Regions from separate parts of the Mus musculus genome. Here region 1 is linked to region 2. Evidence: chromatin contacts called from public Hi-C data. All regions are on one chromosome and are shown on one strand. The core of a region is the stretch at or near the end of the contact, and the rest is flanking DNA. Distances in the headings are between cores, read along the strand shown.

Evidence for each region. Hi-C and Micro-C count contacts between places; a contact is called where the count stands out from the background.
Region 1: a Hi-C map of muscle stem cells shows a contact between it and region 2, with 3 times the contacts expected there. The contact joins two enhancer-like sites. A contact is called at or near these places in 1 of 39 promoter capture datasets (embryonic stem cells), 3 of 15 datasets of contacts at CTCF or cohesin (the NIH/3T3 cell line and embryonic stem cells), 83 of 484 Hi-C or Micro-C datasets (the 3T3-L1 cell line, the Ba/F3 cell line, the C2C12 cell line and 39 more), 17 of 115 datasets of contacts at active chromatin or transcription factors (the NIH/3T3 cell line, astrocytes, a beta-TC-6 cell line and 13 more) and 2 of 9 other capture datasets (embryonic stem cells and macrophages).

Annotation. Positions count from the first base shown.
Region 1 is chr5:5,361,526-5,367,484 of GRCm38.p6, forward strand. All of the region lies in intron 2 of Cdk14 (cyclin-dependent kinase 14), which reads right to left. Among named protein-coding and RNA genes, the nearest start is that of Gm30151, 6.2 kb to the right of the region's middle. Within about 2 kb of position 4,091, at least 5 of the 459 cell types and tissues checked have an H3K27ac peak or open chromatin away from gene starts, as enhancers often do. A contact at or near this core is called in muscle stem cells, where this site is marked.
Region 2 is chr5:4,959,476-4,965,362 of GRCm38.p6, forward strand. The region is part of intron 10 of Cdk14 (cyclin-dependent kinase 14); the gene reads right to left. Among named protein-coding and RNA genes, the nearest start is that of Fzd1, 200 kb to the left of the region's middle. Within about 2 kb of position 2,691, at least 38 of the 459 cell types and tissues checked have an H3K27ac peak or open chromatin away from gene starts, as enhancers often do. A contact at or near this core is called in muscle stem cells, where this site is marked.

The DNA of each region.
Region 1 (5,959 bases), core at 2,841-5,340, 400 kb after region 2:
TTCTATACAATCCTCATTTAAATCCAGAAAAAAAAAAAAAACTAATGTGAACATAGTTTGAATTATGCTTAAAATTGGAATCCGAAATGTAAAAAGTAAATTAAAAAAGAGACCCCCTTTAATTTCATAATAATCAGTCAGGTTTTCTCCAATATTATTTTTAATTGTTGAAATTATTTCATGCCTTGGTTTCCTCTCCTGAAGCTGGGTGTACCTTGATTCAAAAACTGTCCTATGGGGCTAGAGAGATGGCTCAGTTTTTAAGAGCACTAGACTCCCTTGCAGAGGGCCTGGGTTCAGTTCCCAGCACCCACATGTCAGCTCCCACCTGCATGTTACTCCCATTCCGGAGGACCAATGCCCTCTTCTGGCCTTCTCGGGTTACTGCATGCATGTGGCGCACACAAGTTCATGCAAGCAAGCACACAAACATACAAAATAGACAAATAACTAAACCTTTTTTAATGTCCCATTCACTGCAGGAATCCATTCTTTTTTAAAGCCTTTATTGAAATTTTTTTCTCACAGCATATTATACTCATGTGTTTCCCTCCAATTCTTACCAGACACTGGCCACTCACATACACACACACACACACACACACACACACCATGCATACAACTTTATGATCTTCATTTTTAATCTTTCTCTTTAAAACAAACAACCAAAAAAAAAAAAAGGAAGCATTCACACAAACGAATGAAAAGTCAAAGTAATACATAGCATCATGCCTTGTTAGAAAAAGTAGTTCAAACACAGGCAGCCTCGGGGTCCTTGCTAGTCTGTATGTCACATGGTACCCATGCAGTATTTCTCCTGCAGGGCATCCAGGTAAAATGCTACTCCAGAGGCTGACTCCAGACAATGTCGTCAGAGAAATACAGGAAATGCAGAACATGGGCAAAATGGCTCAGCCAAAAGTGAGTTCAGCCATACAGGCTGTTCATATGTTCTCATATGTTCATCTTCCAGCAACTACTCTGGAGCTAATGTGGTTCCCACTGTGCAGTCTCCAGTGCACTTTACAAAGTACATGTTTGCTTTGGTCTCCCTATGAGCAAAGCACCTTTTGTTGCGCGCATAACACATCATTTAGACAGAATCATGCACACCCCTAGGGGAGTTCCAAACTCAATTAAGGCATCTGGCACAGGCCATATGTTATCAAGCCTTTTGCACACCTGAACCCCAATATCTAATGACCCAAGAATCCTCATTTGTAAGACATAATAGTCTGCCTTTAAGAGAGAAGTGGGCACTGCAGACATTCTCCATCGTATTCACATGCAAGCAATCTAAGGAGAGCCGGGGAGCCGAAGACTGAAAACAAATGAGCACCTACAACACGAAAGAATTTGTAACTCAGGCCATGAATGACAACCCCGAACAAACACGTTTATCTCATCAATCTTTATTTCTTCTTTAGCTACAACTCATCTAGATTAATGGGAAAAAATGTTTTCAAAAAATGACAAAAATTCATTTTTGTCTGCCATAGAATAAGTACCCTTGGTTAAAAATGTAGCTTTTCTTCTGGTTGAGGCATCTGGAATATTAATTTGGTATCAAAAGGTAGATACGGTAGAACTAAGAAAACCCTGATTTCTCAATCAGAACTCAGAAATTATGTTCTGAAACGGAGCCATTCTAAGACATCCAGACCGCACACAATGTAGCGATTTGTGTCTTCGCTCCTCCCCACTGTATCAGCAGTGGGTATATATAAACCGATTCCTTGATCATTTTTATCATCTGCACATACTTAAAGGATTTGGCAAGCCCCACACTGCCTCTGGGCTCCTCCAGAAGCAACGCATGGGTAGAGCAGAGGACCTGGAGAAGCCTAAGCCCCGGTCCTCAGGGAATGTGTGGGAAACTCTCCTCTCCCCTGCCCAGGGCCAATGCTGCGCTGGTGTCATCTGCTTGTTTGAAAACAGACTCAATAAACACCCACATATAAGTAAGTTAGAGTCAGTACAGTCTCACCTGAAAGCAAGGACTAAATCCTAGGGACACACATCAGTCTGTCTCCGCCAACACGTACACTAGGGAGGGTAAAGGCAGGCTTGGCACATTCTCACCAGCAAACCCTGGGATGCCTGAAGTTTGGGGCATTCTGACGACAGCTCTGTCTCCTTCTTCCGCTTGCAGAGAACCATTAAGATACCCGAAAGCGTGACATCAGTCTGCTCTATTTTTGAAAGAAAATTAGTTGCACACTGCAGCCTTTAAATTGATTAAAACACAGAGTTGCGTGACACATTTGAGGTGTGGTAGGGAGAGATTATAATTGTCAGACTCTGACTTTGAAGACACCTTCCAAACATTACACCACATAGACAGCTCACATGCGAACATCCTAGACTGGAAAAGGACAGATAAGGGCATAGAGCTGAGAATCCCAACACTCCCTGCGTTCTCTGCCTCTTTCAGCACCTACATGTCATGTTTATATGTTGTTAAGCTGGATGTGATGTGGGTGCTGGCAAACTCAGCACGCAGGAAACTGAGGCAGGAATATGGCTATGAATCCAAGGCCATCCTGAGCTGCACAGTAAATATTATGATAGCCAGGACTATATATTAAGACCTTATCTCAAAACAAAACCAAAGATAAAGCATTTTGATCACTGAGAAGAGTATATAAATTTTCCTGGAAATACAAGTATATGCTGTTGAAATATTTTTCTGTCTTCTATCTGTTCATAAAAACCGTAAAAGGGGCTAGAGAGATGGCTCAGCAGTTAAGGGCACTGACTGTTCTTCCAGAGGTCCTGAGTTCAATTCCCAGCAACCACATGGTGATTCACAACCATCTGTAATGGGATCCAATGCTCTGGTGTGTCTGGTGTGTCTGAAAACATGTACTCATATAAATAAATAAACAAATTTTAAAACCAAAAAACCATAGAAAGGTTTTTCTCATACATTCTCTTCCATTCATACAGTCTCTTCTTCCCTGCCCCCACATATACATATGTGTGTGTGTGTGTGTGTGTGTGTGTGTGTGTGTGGTGTGTGTGTGTATAACTGTACGATTTGGAATAGATATTTTAAAATATACAAAGGGCTGGAGAGATGGCTCAGCAGCTAGAAGCACCAGATGGTCTTCCAGTGGACTTGGGTTTGATTCCCAGCACCTGCATGGCTTCTCACAACTGTCTGGGACTCCAGTTCCATAGGAGCCAACTTCCTTTTCTGGCCTCTCTGGAAACCAAGCACATATGTGATGTACATGCACGAAGTATAGGCAAACATTTATGCTCACAAAATAAAAAATAAATTTTAAACAGTAAAAATATATGAAGAAAAACATCTTTTCAACTTAAAAATACCATGTAATAAATATTACTGCCATGGTATTTATGGTTTTGTCACATCATAAAGGAGAAAGTTTTAAGAAGCTTTCCTGGTGTATATGTTTTAAAAGAAGTAGTTAATAAAACTAAATATTAAGAGAAAACACAATGCTAAAACCAAACAATAAATTCAAAGAATAATGAGAATGATATATTAAAAATAAAAAAAAATAACAGACTCACAAGAGGAATGTATCGCTTTAATTATTGTCTAAATGCTAAAAATGCACTTTTAAGAATTTTAAAAATACTGGCATGGTCTTAAGAAAACAGATTTGTAAAACAGAACCACCAATGGTTCAAATGGTTTATAATTACACTGTTATGAACTTGCAATGTCAAGAATAAGAAGAGACACATTTGCTGTAGTTTTAGAAATCAATAGTAGACCACAGATTCAAGGCCTCAGGAAACAGAGACACCTCAGCCTTGATTGGTCAATTCCAATCATCCTGGTTCCTGGTAAGAGAGGACCTCAGCCACGGCCAAGCAACCTCAAGACTTCAAACTCCACGTGTTAAGGAAAAATGTTAAGTACTTATGCAATACGAAAACTCTTCCAATGTCAAAGGCCAGCTTCCCACGAATGAATGAACACACACACACACACACACACACACAAACAGCTGGGGGTGGGGGAGCCCTCCCCCCTCACAGGGCACAGACAGCTGCAGCCTAGTGACCCTGCTCACAGAATAGCGGTGTTCAAGGCAGAAACAGGATGAACCTTGGCTTTTGGTTTCTATTAGCTCTCTGGTCTTGTCAAAATGAAGGTGACTAGTTCCCCCAAATGTCACACATTCTGCATTCTGTGACATGTACTTCTCTGACTCTACCCAGACATTCCAGCCACTGGCCCGGAGGAGACATAATTATGGTAATTATGTCTACCATAATTAGGGAGATGGCAAGTCTGATCGAACATTTTTAGAATAGAAATCGCAAAAAAAAAAAAAAAAAAAAAAAAAAAACTCGGAAAGTTTTCGACGTGCAAAATTTAAACTAAATTTCCAGCAAGAGAATTGAGGAGACATGAGGCTCTTTTTCCACTTGTGCAATATCACGAGCTTGAAATGCAATGGCCTCTGCTGTAATTAAACAATAACGTATAGGTTAGCTTGTGTCTTAGGTCAGCGTTACTATTGCTGTGATACAATTCCAAGACTAAAGCAACTGGGAGAGAAAGGGGTTTATTTGGTTGATGATTCCACATCACTGTTCATCACTGAAGAAATTCAGGGCAGGAACACTAAAGGGCAGGGACTTGGAGGCAGGAGCTGACGCAGAGGCCATGGAGGGCTGCTGCTTGCTGCCTTGCTCCTCATGCTTTGTGCAGCCTGCTTTCTTACAGAACCCAGGACCACCGGCCCAGGAATGACACCCACAATGGGCTGGGCCCTCCCACAATAATCACTAATTAAGAAAACCCCGTAGAGGTTCGCCTGCAGTCCAATCTTACAGAGACATGTAGAGGTTTGCCTGCAGTCCAATCTTACAGAGACAGTTTCCCAGTCGGGGTTTCCTCCTCTCCAATGAGCCTACTGTGTGTCAAGCTGACATGAAACTAGCCAGCGCACTGTGATCCACAGCATCTGGGGTAGGCAGAATGACCACAGTGAGAAACAAACTAGATAACAGCACAGACTATTTTTTCTTGTTTTTGTTTTTGTTTTTGTTTTGTTTTTTGGTTTTCTTTGAGACAGGGTTTCTCTGTATAGCCCTGGCTGTCCTGGAACTCACTTTGTAGACCAGGCTGGCCTGGAACTCAGAAATCCGCCTGCCTCTGCCTCCCAAGTGCTGGGATTAAAGGCGTGCGCCACCACACCCAGCTTTTTTTTTTTTTTTAGATTGTTTCTATAAGACAGAATGATGCCATGGGAGGCCACCTGCTCAACAACTCCGTATTTACCTCTCAGAGTCTGACTGGATGGAGAATCAAGCTGAGCTCACGACCAAAGACTAACACAAGACATCCATAAGCTCTAGATGCATGAGTCTTTCAGTAGGGAAGGGTCATGACTTGAAAGACATTTGGGGAAGGAAGGAGTGAAGGAGCAATGAAGTCATGAGACCAAAGAGGAGCAGAGATAAAGCAGGTGACAGTGACAGAGCACGGAGCTGACAGGCAGCAGAGGCAATGACAACGAGGGCATCAGAACAGTGAACAAATGTCCGCCAGGCACAGCAACGCAGAAACACAATAGACTGCGAAAAGCCTTGAAAGTCAAGCCAGGAAAAGGAACTTACGGCTGACAGAGACCCATGAAGGCGGAAGTATGAGCAGAGCGTGATTTGTGTCAATCTCATCAGGTTGGAACTGGAAGCAAGCACAGGGAGGATAGCCAGACAGAAGACGACCACAAGGCCAGGCAAGAGATGTCAGAAGTGTGTGCCCAGGGTAGTGGTGGGAACCAAAGGGACATAAGGAGGAGAGCCAAGCCAGTGTTTGCATAGGGGGCTGGAGAATTTAGGAAGACAACAGGTTCCCACCCTAGAAAAATCACATAGCTGGAAAAGCCAGTTTCTAAGTTAAAAGCAAGAGAAAGTATATGTTTGGGCAACACAGGAATTATTAATATTCTGTGTTCACTAAGCCCAC
Region 2 (5,887 bases), core at 1,441-3,940:
AAAATCAGACTTGATCAACTGTTACTCTGTGAGTCAAAAGCTTCACACTGTGGCCAAACCCCGTCTCCCCTGACACACTTAAGCTGCTGGCTGAGGCCTGCAGAACCCCCTTCTCCGCTTATCTAATTGTTTACACATTCTTGTCCCTTCATACTCTCCCACTGGTCCTTCAGTGCCTGCATCTGGCACATTCTCCCGTTAGCCACACAATGTTCCCACATGCAGTTCTGAAGTCTGGACATCTGTGCCCTCTCCATGTAATTAGCTGCTAATTAATTTTTCAGTCCTGTGTTGAAACCTTGTTCTCAGGTCAAGTCCCACGACCTGTGCACCAGGGCAGGATTCCTGTCATACGCAACACCACAGCTTCATAGCAACTGCCACAGATTAAATTTTAGCAAGTGTTTACTTTGCACTCTGATTTCTTTGTTTGTTTTCTCTTTTACTTTCTATTTCTTTTGCCTATCAAGTCTACGGCATAAAGTGGGCACTAAATATCTATTGAATAAACTACATAGACTTGAACTGGTATCAGGAGGAGCCCATGACTGAACTCAGTCGCCTTCAAAATAAAGGCTGTACAAGGTGTGTGTTTCCCATGCTATTTAACTCTGTACTCCTAAAGAACAGAAACGAATGCTCTCGTTTCCTTCTAAAAACCGGACAGCCAGGTGACTGAAGAGAAAGGCTGCGTACAGGGCTCCAGGGAAGAAGGTTTAGTACGTGTCCACACTTGTCCACAAAGAGCATCCACCTTCCATCGCCTGAGTGTCATCGCCACGTGAAATGCAGGACAGGACCACTAAGGCTGTCCCTTTACATAGGGGACTAGGTGAAGCCAAGAATTCCTATGAAATTACTCTAAACATGACAAAGTTCATCCCGTGAGAAATTCATTGATTATATTTTACACAAACTGCAAATGCAATGGGCCCTCTTTCTGAATGCAGTGGCAAGGAGCTGCACTGTAACTTGCGCAGTGTATGTCACCTTTAGCGTAGTTGGTTGTTATTCCCTGATGCACCTTGCTGCCCCCGAGAAGCACAGGGAAAGGCTGCTGAGCTACAAAGTGGCTCAGTTCAAGAGCAGATCACTTGGCAAGGAAGACAACGGTCTTGGTCTCAAGAGCTGAACTTCCTGGCTCCCAGAGGACCGGGAAGTCTCCAGGAATCCCCTTTGTCATTCTTTCCCTTTCAGCACACACATATATGAAAATGTGTCTGGGCGGGTATGTATCGTGTAAGTGTACCCATATATACACACCAGCCCCCTCTTCAGCATTTCATCAGTGACTTGACGTGGAAATAGAGGAATTGTGTAGCTGGCCTTTGCTACTTTGTGGGTTCTTCTTTTTTCCACCCTTTATCCCCTCGGTTTCACTCCCTAATACTAGATAGGAGAGAAACAAGGATAGAATAAAAAGAAAGCCCTGCATCTAACTTATTTCTTTGGTTTTTCTTTGGCTATGGCTACTAACAAGCCTCAACCAACCTCCCTTAATGACCAACTACCACCTCCCCTGCATCTCGGGAGCCTAGCATCTATGCATCTTCTGGAAACTTCCCAGAATTCCAAAGGTTACACAACTGCAGAAAATTATCTGCAGTTGTCAAGACCACACTTCTGTTAGCGCACTGGGCAAGTCATAGTCAGCTGCTGTGGATAACGAAGCAGCCCCACACCCCTACACCAGGGATTAAAACAAAAGCACATTCTTATAATATTTCTGTATTTTCAAAAGAAACCAAAATCCCAGAATTCTCAAAAAATGTCACTACAGAGCTGTTTTACACTTTTAGATGAACAGAGCAGAGGAGGTTGGTGGGCTGGGGATATAGCTCAGGGTGTGCAGTATGCACTCAGCATGCACAAGACCCTAGCTTAAATCACAAATGCCCCCCAAAGTGGTGAGGGTGCTTAATATTTAGCAAAGCAGAAACAACTGTCCACCCAGTGCAGCGGAAGCTGGCGACAATACGCGTAAAGGCCAGGCCTCATGCTCTACTCAGTGCTCCATGATGGAAAGAGACATAAGCTACACTAAAAACAAAAGCCCATGCTGAGCCCCTGATGCTTGCACTTGGTATCCACACTGAACATGGGAGTGGCCAGCGACTTTTTCTAATCAAATGAATACAAGGAAGGTAAGATCTCAATTGTTGGGTCAGTTGATAACTCCCATTGGGTTAAAAGTCCTATTTGCTTACTGGCTTTTTGGAAGCAAACAGCTATGGTCGGAAGATTTAGAGACAAGAAGCTGTGGTTGACCTAAGCCAACAGCCAGCAAAAAGCCTAGCCAGTCATCACTCCAATAGCCAGCTGGAAACTGTTTCCAGCAACCACATGAACTTGGATGTCTACCCTTATCCAGTTACCTTAGTTAAACTTGCAAGCCCTAGCAGATTCATTGATTGTATCTTTGTGAAATCAGGAAGCAGAGGAAACATCTTGTCCAAGTCTGGAAACTCCCAACCCACAGAAATTTTGAGGCAATAATCATGCATTGATTTGGTAAGATTTTGGTGATGCTGTTACACAGCAAAGAAGAGCTTGGGCTGTGTCTGGTGTGAGGAATATGGCAGTAGGAGATCCTGCACAGGAAAATGACTGAAGAAAGAAAAGGCAGAGAGCATTACATAGAAACGACCAGTAGGGGGAGCCTAGAGACCGAGCAGTAAAAGCTGCCTAAGCACGGGCCTCAGACAGGGGCTGGAATTACTCGCTGGAGGCTCAGCTGCACTGGATTGAAAGGGAGGATGTTTCCAAATATTTGCAGTGTTTTCACCATGGCCAACGTCTAGATGGAAAGGAACCCGAGTAAGGAAGTAAGTGCAGCTTCTGGAAACTGCGCAGTACAGAATCAGATAGCAATGGTGAGGCTCAGCAGAGCTGGCCACACCACGGACTCCTCTATAAGCATGGAGAAAATATCCATTAAAACAACAAGACAAAGGAGACTATGAAGATATCCATGCAAGTATGGGGACTTGGCATGTGCTGGGAAGGCAGAGACACGTAATCCCTGAGGACTGCTAGGCGAGCTGTACAGGCGAGCTGGCGAGCTCCGGTCTTAGTGAGAGACGCTGTCTCCACCTACAAGGTAGAGACCGAGGAATGACAGTCAACATCTACCTTTGTCTGTTATGCCCATGTGAACACATGTATACATGCAATCATGTACATGCGCATATACACAGATGCACAAACAGATCAAAATGAAGGAGAGAGCTGAGGAAATATCTCCGTTAGCAAAGTACTCGCTATGTGAACATGACGACATGAGTTAGATCCCAAAACCCAGTTAGATGTGGTAGTTCCATGTTTGTAATCTCTGTGCCAGGGAGGCAGGAACAGGAGGCGAGATCCCTTGGGCTTGCTGGCCAGCCAGTCTGGTTTGCCTGAGTTCCAGAGACAGACCATGTCTCAAAACTCCAAGGTGGAAGATTCCTGAGGAATAACAATTGAGGTCCTCTGGCCTCCACACGTACACGTACACGTACACACATGAACGAAGTACACACATGAACGTGTACCAATGCATAAACTGCACACACTTGTGCGTGTGCACATGCTCTCTCTCTTGTGTACACACACACACACACACACACACCCCAAAATATTTACTGAGATATTCACACTCCAAACAATCACTTTAACTGGCCCAAAGGAGAGCAAAGATATGTCAACTATCCTAAACTCACAGATAATATGCTAGGCCTGGGGCCTCTGACTGCCCCAGTCTAACTACCTAACCCACCCTCAGGGGCTTCTGATAAATGACTTGTAGATTTGATTGATTGCCTAAGTCTGGGTCCAGAGGCCACAAAAGATTTGCAGAAGAGAGACCAAACAGCTGTTAGAAAACCCGAGGAGAAACACAACCAACCAACTTAAAAATTATTTCAGAAAATGTCTTGTAGAACCAGAGTCCTCCAACTAGAGCAGCTCACTTAAAATATTTTGTTTCCATCTTCTCCAGTGTCTCCATCTTTCTCTTCCCTGTTGCTTTGAATGCCTGTCTGCTTAAACGGGATGCCCTCACTGCTTCACTGTTGTCTCAGTGACTGCTTTGCAGAGTGAGTGAGTTACTGTAACAGGGCCTCAGACAGGATGAGATGTGCAATGAGATGTGCAGGCAGCAGCCAGTGGGACAGCTCTGCACTGGGGGTGGGGGTGGGGGTTGAGCATAATCTCCATACAAATGCAGCCTGCCCACTGGAGCACCACAGCAGAGCTTCCAAGGGACCCAACAAAAGGATCTGGGGACAGGAGCACTAGATAGGAGCTCGGTTACTCACTATGTATTCCTTCAAGTAGCAGCAGTGTGGGGGCAGGTGGAACTGTGTCACCAGGCAGAAAAACTGGTAAGGTCAAGTTGATGAAGGAACCGGGATTCCTGTCCTGGAACACAGTGACCACCAAGACATCCCACTAAGAGGACCAGGACAACTGGTCAGGTAGCGCAGAGCCCAGAGCTCTCCATACTAATGAGGTATTTAGATGGCTTGGACTTGAGGGCTTAGCTAATAAATACTTTTTGCACGAAGCAAAAAGTATTTAATCTCTGGTCCACTCTGAGTAAGTTGTATACATCCATTTTCTATCATGAATAAACACTTTGGACAAGCAAGGACTCTCCTTCCTCAAAGACCACCAATTGAGGAAGTCTTAGTCAATACAGAGCCATGCTAAGTCTCCTGCTGAAGGCCTCTCTGCACTCCTGACACCCACTCTGGGCTAAGCAGGATTTCCTCCACCCCACTCATCTCAGGCCCATGGTTACCCCCACCCCTCTTTCTCAACTACTTGCAGTTCCTAGCAGCATTTGAGTACCCATGCATTAGAGAACTGCAGCCTGGCCCCAGCCTGCACCGTTTCTCACCCAGAGAAGCTCCGGCCGGGGCCCCTATCTTATGCTATGTTTCACCTCCCCTGAACAGCATGCCCCATGAGCCCAGCACCCAGATGATGGTGAGAAATGAATGTAGCCTCAACCTCTGCACTTCATCTCCCCGAATGGTGTTCACACACCCCAGTGGTGAGGTGACGCGCAGAACCACACAGCATCAGGGTGGCTCTGGAGTTAGAAGCTACAACAGCACAAACGCCAATGGATTCTGAGAGTATGGGTCTGAGAGCCCCTGCTTAGCAAGACTCATTCTAACAACCTGCCACCCTTAAGCTAGAATGCACAAGCAGGGCAGAGGCGGTCATGGCCACGGGTGCACCCTCACCAACATGAGATTATTTGTTCAGACAGCACCTGGGACGAGGGGTGGAGGCAAACTGGAGCTTGCGGCCATGGGCAGCTGGGATAGTTCAGACTTGGGAACTGGCTCTGTGTTTTGCAAATCAGAACTCAACAAATTCCTTCCTTTCCTCTCTGGACCGTTGCTTAGGTAACAGTGCCTCCCAACACTCCTGGACACAAATAGTGACACTGCTCCATGCACTGAAACCCTTTGCTTCAGCTGAGACCAGTTCAATGATAAATGTTAATGTTGATTCGGATCGCCTCAAAGTTCAACATGATAAAGCTGCCAATTGTGAAACACCTATATTCCCAAAACTAGTTTAAAAATATATTTACGGTAATTAGAATGATGTGTCCCCGATTACCCTTGGGCATGTGAATATTTGGTCTCTAGTTGGCTGCTGTTTTTAGTCCACCAGGAGGTATGGTCTTGCTAGAGGAAGTATGGCCCTAGGCGCAGGCTTTGAGGCTTCAAAACATATGTGCTGTTTGCAGTGAGCTCTTTCTGCTTGTTTGTAGCTCAGGATCCAAGTTGTTGGTTGCTGCTCTAGAAGCGTACCCGTCTGCCTGCTGACCCGCTGTCATGGTTCTCTGCTGTGGAGGTGACAGTGTGCTACCTCTTTAGAACCGAAA